Linked DNA regions of Mus musculus: all the other regions are linked to region 3. The links are chromatin contacts, called in public HiChIP or PLAC-seq maps. All regions are on one chromosome and are shown on one strand. Each heading gives the region's core, a stretch centred on a gene start, on an enhancer-like site or on the middle of the called end of the contact. The rest is flanking DNA. Distances are from core to core; before and after follow the strand shown.

Evidence for each region. HiChIP or PLAC-seq counts read pairs in DNA pulled down with a chosen protein or histone mark.
Region 1: a BATF HiChIP or PLAC-seq map of CD8 T cells shows a contact between it and region 3, with 7 read pairs. The contact joins two enhancer-like sites. A contact is called at or near these places in 2 of 15 datasets of contacts at CTCF or cohesin (CD8 T cells and the NIH/3T3 cell line), 1 of 484 Hi-C or Micro-C datasets (bone marrow-derived macrophages) and 8 of 115 datasets of contacts at active chromatin or transcription factors (CD8 T cells, the HPC-7 cell line, effector CD8 T cells and 2 more).
Region 2: a contact with region 3 is called in a BATF HiChIP or PLAC-seq map of CD8 T cells, with 5 read pairs. The contact joins two enhancer-like sites. A contact is called at or near these places in 1 of 15 datasets of contacts at CTCF or cohesin (the NIH/3T3 cell line) and 1 of 115 datasets of contacts at active chromatin or transcription factors (CD8 T cells).

Annotation. Positions count from the first base shown.
Region 1 is chr10:19,213,519-19,217,070 of GRCm38.p6, forward strand. No RefSeq gene overlaps it. Among named protein-coding and RNA genes, the nearest start is that of Gm40607, 28 kb to the right of the region's middle. Within about 2 kb of position 1,788, at least 10 of the 459 cell types and tissues checked have an H3K27ac peak or open chromatin away from gene starts, as enhancers often do. A contact at or near this core is called in CD8 T cells and effector CD8 T cells, where this site is marked.
Region 2 is chr10:19,266,201-19,270,038 of GRCm38.p6, forward strand. No RefSeq gene overlaps it. Among named protein-coding and RNA genes, the nearest start is that of Gm40607, 25 kb to the left of the region's middle. Within about 2 kb of position 2,436, at least 23 of the 459 cell types and tissues checked have an H3K27ac peak or open chromatin away from gene starts, as enhancers often do. A contact at or near this core is called in CD8 T cells, where this site is marked.
Region 3 is chr10:18,944,726-18,948,612 of GRCm38.p6, forward strand. No RefSeq gene overlaps it. Among named protein-coding and RNA genes, the nearest start is that of Tnfaip3, 69 kb to the right of the region's middle. Within about 2 kb of position 2,181, at least 5 of the 459 cell types and tissues checked have an H3K27ac peak or open chromatin away from gene starts, as enhancers often do. A contact at or near this core is called in CD8 T cells and effector CD8 T cells, where this site is marked.

The DNA of each region.
Region 1 (3,552 bases), core at 538-3,037, 270 kb after region 3:
GACTGGAGCCTGATATGGCTGTTTCCTGAGAGCCTCTGCCAGAGCCTGACAAATACAGAGGCAGATGCTTGCAGCCAGCCATGGGACTGAGGACACAGTCCCCAGTGGAGGTGTTGAAGAAGGGACTGAAGGAGCTGAGGGGGTTTGCAGACCCATGAAGAGAGCAACAGTGTCAACCGGCCAGACGTCCCCCCACTCTGGAGCTCCTGGAAACTAGACCACCAACCAAAGAGTATACATGGAGGGACCCATGCCTCTAGCCCCATATCTGGCAGAGGATGGCCTTGTTGGACATAAGTGGGAGGAGTGGCCCTTGGGCCTGAGGGGGTTCCGTGCACCAGTGTAGGGGAATGCCAGGGCAGGAAGGCAGAAGTTGGTGGGTGAGTGGGTGGTGGAGAGACAGGGGAAGGAGTGATGGGATAGGGGGTTTCTGAAGGGGAGACCTGGAATGCGGAAAACAACTGATATGTAAATAAAGAAAATATCCAATAAAAAAGGAGTATATGCTGCTCCTATAGAGGTCATGGGTTCAAGTTTGAGGACCTACTCAAACTTGGGGTGCTCCAGGGGATCCTTATACCCTCCTCTGGTTTCCTTAGTTCCTGCATGCTTGTAGAATATAGGCATATATGCAGACAAAATACCTAACCCATGAACAATTCATAAACAAACTATTTAAAAGTTTCGCCTGCTATAAGCTCTCCTCCTCTGCCTCTCTGTCTATCTCTGTTTCTGTCTCTGTCTCTTCTTCTGAGTGTGTGTGTGTGTGTGTGTGTGTGTGTGTGTGTGTGTGTGTGTGTGTGTGTAGTGATCGTCAAGTTGGAAGCTTTGTTTATGCATGCTAGGCAAATACATTTCAGCTGATACACTGTAACTGAGCTCATCCTGCAGGAAATAAACAGGCCCTGGTAATCGTGAATCATGAATCTGAATTGGAAGAGTTGGGGAGGCATTTGATTAACTGCAGGGAAGAGAGGGAAGAGGCCAATGATGTAAATCCAGTATTTATATATGATTTTCTCAAAAACCAAATACATACTTTTTTTTTTAAAAAAAAGAAACCCCTTGGAACTTATTTTTAGGTCTGTTCCTTTTCAAAGTGTAGGAACTACCAATTTTGTAAAAAGCCACATCTCTAGGTACACTATGAGTGAAACTGCTTTGTATTTGAGAGAAGCTAAAGACATCTCAGTACTTGGTTTTAAAATCCATATGGCTGTTTGCTATGGACTCCTGCATATAATGAACTGCACACTAGCCATGCTGGGCACTTGGAGATAATGTGCAGAGAATCAACACTAATTCTTGATTCCAGTTCAAAAAGATTCATTCAACGACTCTATTGTATTCCTAGTATAATAACAGCCCCCAAACAATACTCCAATGTAATATTAAATGGGCTCCGGAGAATCAGAATTTGTTGTCTTGTTTGCTCATTGGTTTCTTTGATGTGTATGAAACCTCAGTCCAAAACAGAAAATATCCTAGACCTAGTTAAAGCCTCCAAGGTGAGCAGCACAGTGTGAGAGCTGGCAATGGAAAGTGCTGAAACCAGGCCTTTGTACAGTGACTCAAGACAACCAGAGCAACTAAAGGAAGGAGGTGGCTTGGAAGCGGTTTCCTTCTCCTTGGTGTGAAGATGTGGCTGTCACTTCTGATTGATGCCCAACCAACACTCCACTTTTGTCTCTTTTTTCCTCACAACACACCAAAGCTGCTTTACAGGGTCCTCCAGCTACATGTAATGTAAAGGAAACCAAATAAATAATGAATCTGTAGTCTACACAAAGAAGGCATTCATTTAAGAAGTATTAGCACATGCATTAGAATCTGTGGAAGAGGCAATGCACTCCCACTCCCACCCCCACGCACACTCCCGCCCCTACCCCCAGCTTCTTCAGCCTCTGGAAGATTCAGAAACTTCGACAAAGGGAAGTTCCTTTCCTTTGCCTTGGACACCACTCAAACACTAATACCTTGGCTCTGAATTTCAAACTCTTGAGAAGAAAAATCCAAATGACTTAACCAATATTTCTCTCAGACACAGAAAAGACTGGCTTTTGTCTAGAGTCCCACACATTCATGGATGCTGCAGATGGCACGTCTATGAAAACAATATATTTATTGAAAACATATCTGGGGCCTAGCTATTTATCCTCCACATAATTCTTTGTACGACACAAGCTACAATTCTAAATCTTCAGAGAAATATTTTCTCACACACTCTGTCATAAGGTCTGGAGTAAAAGGTAGCCAAGTTTGGACTATGTGGGTTTCTGTGGAATATTCTGCCACTGAAGCAAACATCACTTTACCGTACAAGGGAATTTTAGTTGTACTTATGTATTAGAGGGAATATATATTAACTGCCTTGTCACTATAATACTTCTTCAACACAACACTCATTGCTTTTTATTGGCAATTAGTTGGATATTAAATGCTAAAACTACAAAGTTTTCACTAAAATTCAGCTCAATTTAAATAATTTTGTTTAAATACTAATTGTTAATTTGAGAATTTTTCACTTAAGACAAGGTGTCCACTGTGTTATTATGTTAGTTCACTAGATGGAGCCAATAAGGTGCCTTTGTGAGTAAAAAGAGCTTAATAAATCAAATAGTATATTCTTGCCATTGTTGTTTTTTAAATAAGGATGTTGACATTTTTGAAAGAAGAAAACCAAGAAATACTGTATAGGCTTCACTGTAAGAGACCATGGGAGTTTTGTGATAGAGACTCATGGATTTTAAATCTCTTGAAAGAGATCCTACGGTCACAATAATTATCAATAGGTCCATTGCAGTGGTTAGGCGCTACATGTAAATTTCATTGTTCATTCTGAGTCTCCATCTTGGTTTGAGGAAATTGTCCTATTGACAATTTCCTTCTAAGCCTCGGGAGAGGAAAGATGACCCAAACTGAAACTAACACAAACCAAGAACTACCATTCAGGAAGCACCTTCTAGCAAGGCGTTACTGTCCATTCACTACAAACTTACTAAAATCTGAGTCAGACAAATACACTTAAACACTGTTGACTAAAACAGGAGGAAAGAACGTTCTGGGATAACAAGCCCCAACCACCAGGCCCAGCAGCCTGCCTTTATTGTCTTGTTCATCCAATGTTTAACTGTTGGCTAAATGAGTAGGCATGTCTCACGTTCTCAAGTTAATTTTCTTCCTTTTTTTTCCCCCACATAGTCAATATGTAAAACCATAGCTTTGTATACATGTATAGGTGCTATTATTTAGGGATATATCTATTCTAATGTGTTGTGTCCACAGAGGAAGCTGTCATGTGATTGAAGTAATCAGTAGTAACCTGGGAGCATTTTCCAGAGGAACTGATGTTATGAGAAACCCTGATGCTCTCACCATGTTTTCTAGCTTCCTTATCTGCCGAATTCTGTGCTGAAAACTTTGATGTGCCCATTCCTTTATTTGTGATGTTTATTTTGCCTGAAACGCTCCCACCCATGTGTTCTGCCTGGGAAAGTTTCTATCTTACAAGTTCAAGTTCGGGTCAACTCCTAGGAAGCTCCCTTGTCCTCC
Region 2 (3,838 bases), core at 1,186-3,685, 320 kb after region 3:
CTTTATCTCCCTAAGGGATTTATTTTACAACAAAGTCATGTAAGAAGGGCCCTTTGCTGACATCCATTTCCGTAGTAATATCAAGAGAATTGCTGTCTTTTATCCCTTATAATGATTATGAATCAACTACCAAGCTCCCAGGAACAAAGTTGACCTGGCATATTGGCAGGGAAGACTACAATTAGTATTCCTTTAGTCTCTGTTAATTGCCTAACTGGTGACAAGAATATGTTAATACAGAATGAGCTAACAGAGGAGGGAAGTCTTTTATCATGTTGTCCTCCTAAATATTAGTACACTAACTGGCCATTGATGTCTATAAACAGAGATTCAGATAAATGCCTGTTCCTGTCTTTGATAATGTTGTAGATTAATTGCCATTTCATCTTAATTTAATAAGAGATCCTTTTGGATTTTTTTAATAAAAGCTTACACATGGAAAAGAAATTACTGAGATAATGATAGCATAATAAGTATAAATTGTGGTACAAATCTCCTGGAGAGATAGGAATATCCCAGAAACATGGTCAAGAGTAGGTATATTAAAAACAAACCAAATGTTTTCAGTCTAGCATAGTTCAGGTTCAACAACACTGTTATAAAGTAATTATGATATTTTAATTGAGGGTGAATAACTGACTCTCATCCCTAAGGGGTTTAATTGTGAGTTTCAGAGATCTTTTAGCCAGTGTCACACCGATATTCACAAAGTGGCCCATCAAGGAGCCATTTCTGTGTTTATCAACATTTCTGACCAATCACTCATTAGTCTGAAGTTGGTAATCAGGCTTGTCTCCTCCACAGACTCGAGTTTACACAAGATGTAGGACTTTCTGTCTTCCAGAGAAGTCATATTTTGCCCATCACCTGCTGTGTATAAATAGAGTCCACTTGGAACATAAATATGCTAATTCATTTGCTATCATTTATGGTTGCATTGGCTGTAAAATGGCACAGTTGCATGTCTATCAGAGTTCACACTGTCCCTCAAAACCTAAAATATTTATTCTCTGGTCCTTTGCAGAAAGTTTGCTGAACTTATGGAGGAGTCCTAGTTAAACCGTTATCAATAGCATGCTTGTATTAAGCCTGATCAGGAGAAGTGACGTTGTGAGTTCCATATAAAACAAGCACTAAGTGAGTTTGTAAAGGAGACTTTGCTCCAAAAGGAATTACCACCCCATCTACTAAGGCCACTTATTATAAACACAGCCCTGAGAAGATGGCTGGATAAAGAAAGACCTGTGCCTTGTACATTAGGCAAACCCGAGCATGCCATTCAGGGCCCACCCCAAGGACTTCTGGAAAATAGCTCTTCCAACAATAGCTTTGTGGTATTTGTGAGGGCAAGTTAGATAAGAGAGAGAGAGACAGAGAGAGAGAGAGAGAGAGAGAGAGAGAGAGAGAGAGAGAGAGAGAGAGAGAGCCTAAAATGTCGCTTCTGGTATTCAGAGGATTCAGTTGTCAAAACCAGCTTCATACCTGAGACCGAAATTACAAACAAAGCAGGCAAAAAAGGTTGAGCGCTGCTTCCAGCTTCTATTATATAAGAAAACACCAGAGGAGAGGAAAAGATAAAGTTACCACGAGCCAGTTCACAGTGTGGTGTGTACTCTCATGTCTGCCCTTGAGAAAAAAGGTCCGTGCTAGTTACTTGACAAATCCCACTAAAACTCTTAAGGGTTTATCATACCATAGGAAATTCAGATAGGCTCTCTTAGGAGATTTTAAAGTTTGATCAAAAAAAATTCATTGAAATTGTTTTAATTTTAAAATTAAAAGCAAATACTGAATGTAAGACTTCTAGTCTAAGTACCATAAGATCAATTTGGAGTGAACAACAGAATAATGATGGTGGACTTTCTGGTATCTTATCTTTTTTACTGTTTGAGGGGTCTTTGTGATAATGATTCATACAGGAAGATTCATATCTTACTCATGAGTCATTCATTCGTATGAATAACTCCCTGGCTCACACCTGCACCTACTGAAAAGGAAGGAGAAAGTCCCCTCCCCCATCCCTGTGCCTGTAAACAATCAGGAAGTGGGCTAGGACCTGAAATTCTGCTCAGGAGGACTCCAAACCCAGAGGGCATCTGCAGCGTTGCTAGAGTTGATTGTCGCTTTGGAGAAAGGTTGTGGTTAGTAATGATGGTGGTGGTGCTTGGTGAAGGGGAAGTAACTGGTCTTCCGGGAAGACTTAGCATATTTACAAACAGGGAGAGGGTGGGTGTTTTGTTTTGTTTTGTTTTGTTTTGTTTTGTTTTGTTTTGTTTTGTTTTTCTGATTCTTATAGGTATCATGATTCCTTCTTATTCTCCAAGAAGTGTATTTTATCTTGTCTTGCATCATCTGGTTAGCCACAGACGTCATGAGTTGTTTTCCTCTGGCCCAATCATGTGGCTCAGTATTAGAGGGCTTGCTTGCTAAAGCACCATTCCTAGTTAACGTGAACTGAATCTGTATCTGTTGCTTGTAGTCAATGAACCTGACTAAGAGAGAGCCTCTACACAGTGCCTGAGAACGGTCTCCTTTTAACTCTACCAGTTCTACTTGACTGCGTGAGATCGTAAACGGTATCTACCCAGTCCCAATCTCAGGCCTTCCTTACTTTGAATATTTCATAAATATGTTTTAGAACATTCATATATTAGCATATAGATAGAGAAGCACTCCCACTCTGCTAATGTGTAAAAATGAGCAATGCTTTATATAGAAAGTAATTCATAAGGCTAATATGAGTATTATCCTGCAGAAGATCTCCAAGCTCAAGTTCAAATTGTATGTTTTCATTATTATTTCACACTAATGATACTCTTTGTGGACTATGATGATCACTGTTTTGTTTTGTTTTGTTTTGTTTTGTTTTTTCCCCTCTTAGCGCTGATTCTCTCTAGTCACAACTTAACTTCTTGGTTTGTGCACCTATCTCCTTGGACAGTGACATGGGCATAATCCAAATGTACATGGGATACATGAGAGAACAAATGTAGCTCAGATGTGTGGAGTATAGCAGGAGCTTGTATAAAGACTATTAATTTTGCATGGAGTAGGTTGGGGCATTCAGAATCTATTATAGGAAACAAAAGGCTATAAAAGCCAGTTTCTGTTCAGAGACTATAGTGCTGATATCAATACCCAATATGGACTAAGACAACTAACACTGGGCATGGGGGAGCCATAAGACAGCACAAAATGACAGACATTGGCTGTTTAGGAAACCTAAAAGTAAACAGTAATGCAATCTGTCATGTGACATATCTCTGACAAAATGTCACTTTTGTGTAATTCTGTATAAACATGGCTTTGAGGTAAAAAGGTTGGGCCCTTCATATCTGTCAGCCTTTGTTGTCCCTACCTCATTGAGCCAATGTGCCAGTCACTGTGTGTAATCATGCTTACCTATATGAGCCAACTTGTGCTTGGTCTGCTGGCATCTGCCTGCTTAGTGCTGTGTGCTATGAATAATGTATGTCCTAACTGTCTACAATTCCTTAGATCCCCTTCAGCCTCCGTTCATCCCTCCCACAACCCTTCTTCATTGTTGGTTTTGAAGGTTGGACCTCACACTGCTCCATAGTTGAAGTACACATTGGAGTTGGGGTAGGGCAGGGTTCTAGTAGCATGAGATAGATTTGTTGAAGAAAAAAGAACTTGTAAAAGAACAAATTAAAACATGTGACATATAGATGCCAACAGGGTGGGGGAGCATGGGAATAAATATACACAATGATAAGAATCTGTATTTCATTATAAGACGTTTGAAAGGAGTTCCACATTTAGGCAGGATACAACGTAATAAGATTAAAGGTTGTAGACATCTACTAGCAGGAGCAAG
Region 3 (3,887 bases), core at 931-3,430:
GCGTTATAAAGGAATAAAACAATTAGCACATAGGGAGTCCACTGGACACTTGATGTCAGGTAAAGATCCTTCTCCTGGACAAGGTGGCGATGCTGCTCTAGATGCTTCTAATTACGTTTAGATCCCACTTGGACACAATGCGCTGTGCTCCCCTTCATCCCCATGGCCTCGCTCATCCACCTCCCACTCCTACTGACTCCTGTATTCCCAGCTGGCCTCCTTCTAGCCGCCCCCCCCCGAAGGCATCACAGACAAGATGTTCTGTTCTTTCTTTCTTTCTTTCTTTCTTTCTTTCTTTCTTTCTTTCTTTCTTTCTTTCTTTCTTTCTTTCTTTCTCTCTCTCTCTCTCTCTCTCTCTCTTTCTTTCTTTCTTTCTTTCTTTCTTTCTTTCTTTCTTTCTTTCTTTCTTTCTTTCTTTCTTTCTTTCTGAGATAGGGTTTCTCTGTGTAGCCCTGGCTGTCCTGGAACTCACTCTGTAGACCAGGCTGGCCTCGGACTCAGAAATCCACCTGCCTTTGCCTCCCCAGTACTGGGATTAAAGACACGTGCCACCACTGCCCACCCCTTTCCTTTGTGTTTATAGGGCCCATTTAGGCATTCACAGCTGCTGAGCATCTGTGTTTGTACCCATCATGTCATAAACAGGTGACCGCAGACCTTCCCATCCATCAACTCCTTCAATGCTCCTGTATTCCCTCTTCTGTGATGTTTGCTGGACACAAGAGCAGGGTTACATAGATGTCCTGGTTGGAAGTGAACACTCAATAGTCATTTAGTCTCATCACTGTGGTCACTTATAGATCCCTGCTCTCATCATTGCCCACTGCTGAATCAAGGCTGAGAGTTGCACTAGTCTATGTGTATACAGATAAATGGTTACAAGGCAGGTTAATCCATTTGATACAACATCAGTAGTAGATTTCCCATAGCCTGGGACTTTCCTCACCTTAGGCTTTAATCAATTCTTTATTGCCAGGCATGTATTCCCTTCCATGCCTCTGCCTCAAATCTAATACAGAAGTTGTTGGTTCTTTTCCAGAGCATTCGTACCACTATTCCAACAGTAGACATATCTTTCCTGTCAGTTTAGTATTATAACACCAAGGGTCTATGATTGGGTGTGGTTGTTGTGGATGTCTTTCCTGCATCCACCTGCATAGCACCTTCCAGAACTATGAATGTTAGCGGGCAGGTAGGAAAGTTAGAGCTTAGCTTTAGGTTCATTTCTTTGTGACCTGTACCCAGAATACGTGGTGTCTTCATCAATAAGAAGTCGCTGTTTAGTTTTGCTTGTCAACCAAGAGCTTGGCAACAGCAACAGCCTGTATTGTTTGGGAGCCTCTGTGGGTTCTCTGGCCAACAGCTCATGGGAAGGTCTCCTTCACTTTGCCCTGGAACTTGACTTTGAAAACTGTGACTTTCTGAGAGTAGTGTTGACCACCCACATTTCTGTTCAATCTCCAGGGTTTTAGCGGGGGTTGGGTGGGCACAGTTAAAAACATTTCTGTTATGTTCTCTTGTAAAATTGTCAGTTCCTATATGGCTCTTTCATAATTCTTAGGTTTAGTTGACCTTCTTCCACCTTTTTTCTATCCTCCACATCCATCCCAGCTTTCCTCCTTTAGTGGTCCCCAATCCACTTTCATATTGTGTTTCACACTTCCCTCCTTAAGCTCTCTTCCTCTTACCTGATATTTATTGTGATTCCTTTCTTGTTACCTGGCCTCTGCTGACATTTCACCCTAACTTAAAATACAGCAATATAACACTTTGAGTTTAATATCTGTATGTAAGAGAGAATATACAGTGTTTGCCTTTCTGGGCCTGTGTTACCTCTCAGTGAAATTTCTTCCAGTTCTTCAGTGCTGAATAAAATTCCAGTGTGTGAACATACACATTATCATCAGTTGCTGGACATTCCAGTGTGTGAATATACACATTATCATCAGTTGCTGGACATTCCAGTGTGTGAATATACACATTATCATCAGTTGCTGGACATTCCAGTGTGTGAATATACACATTATCATCAGTTGCTGGACATTTGGGCTGCTCCCATTTTCTAGTTATTGTGAAGAGGGTAAGAGTGAACATGGCTATACAGGTGTCAGTATCATAGACTACAGAGTCCTTTGGGTGTACACACAGAAGTGGGCTATCTAGTCATATGGCAGATCTATTTTTAGCTTTATGAGAAACTTCCACATTGGTTTCTGTAGTGACTGTATCAGTTTACACTCCTACCACATCCTTGCCAGCATTTGTTGTTGTTTTCTTAATAAAGAGCATTCTTACTGGGGTGTGATGGAATTAGCATAGGTAAAACCTTTCTCAATAGGACCACAGTTACTCAGGAAACAAGGTCAACAACTGATAAATGGGACCTTATAAAATGAAAGAGCTTTTCAATAGCAAAGAAGCAACTTACAGGAGGTCAGTTAACTCTCTCTTTGAGAGCCACAGACTTGCTAACAATTCCCCCAACTCCAGCCATGAGAAGCCTCATTTGAAGTTGTGGGCTAGGGCTGTCTAAGAAAATCGCCCAAAACACAGCCTATTGCTGTTGTGTTTAATTACTTCCCAATGGTGGAAGGTGAGTCCCTATTGCTGATAAGATGCACTAAAGAAACAAGGCCCAGAGGCCTGCGATCTGGAACTGAAGTGAGTGCTCCCTAAGGACTAGTTTTCATGGTACCAAAAAAAATACTTTGCAAGCTTCCAAAGGAGAGAGGCAATCTACAGTCCCGCATACCTATGAACCACATCAAAGACCAATGTGGCACTATACCCTTACATGTGCAATAGTGGCACACATACTTTGGCAGTAGCCTACAATTTTCTAATTGGATTTAAGACCCACTCTACGAAAGGGATACTGTAGCTGGTACTAGATACTTAGCTAACTAATCAGTACTAGTGAAGTCATTTTTACTGGAGGAATCTTCAACCACTAGTTTACTAAACTAACATAACCCCTATCAATAATCTATAAACATTTCTACTTAAATAAGGACAAATACCCACAGGTGAGTGTACTCCTCAGTCCAGGTCAAGGGAACTTATCTTTGCAACAGAGGGTGACCAATCAACAGAGAGAGTTGTGGAGGCTGGCCTCAGTGGATACATCCACAAAACACTTGAACACCCAAGGCTCAAGGGACATTGTGGAAGGAAGGGGAATTGGGAGAGCCCCCTAAGTCAGAGGGCTTTGCTGTGAGATTGTGTTCCCTAGTTACATCAGAAGCTACACATATGAAGTCTATCCAGTATAACCAACTAAGCATGGGCTGAGCAAAGAGGACAGCAACAAACATTCCAAACTGAAGAGGAAAACCCACAAGGCCTCAGTCCTACACAAAGAACTATAGGCAATTGAGTATTTCTGGGACCAAGAGGTGTGGCCCTTCCCAGGGAAGAGCATACCAGTTAGTTGTCCAACACCAAGTGGTCAGCCCTGAAGACATACGGTCAAGTGTACAAGAGGCATTATATGGACTAAACAGCTTATCTTTGGGAATATATAAGTATATTTAAATACATGTATGCAAGCAGTAACTAAATAAAAAGAATGGGAGTAAACATTTGATAGCTATGTATCTGACAGGTTTAATATTTGTATATTATATATATATAATAAAGGTATTTTGCATAAATATATATGCATATAACACATTGTATACTATATTATATATTTTATTGGTATATTAAATTTATTTATTATACTTACTTATATAGTAAATATATTTTATATAAACACATCTATTTATATCATGTATATTATATAGAGAGAATATAAAAAGAACTAAAAAAAAAAATCAACATCAAGAAAACAAGTACCCTAATTAAAAATGGGCCTTGGAATTGAACAGAGAGTTTTCGGAAGAAAA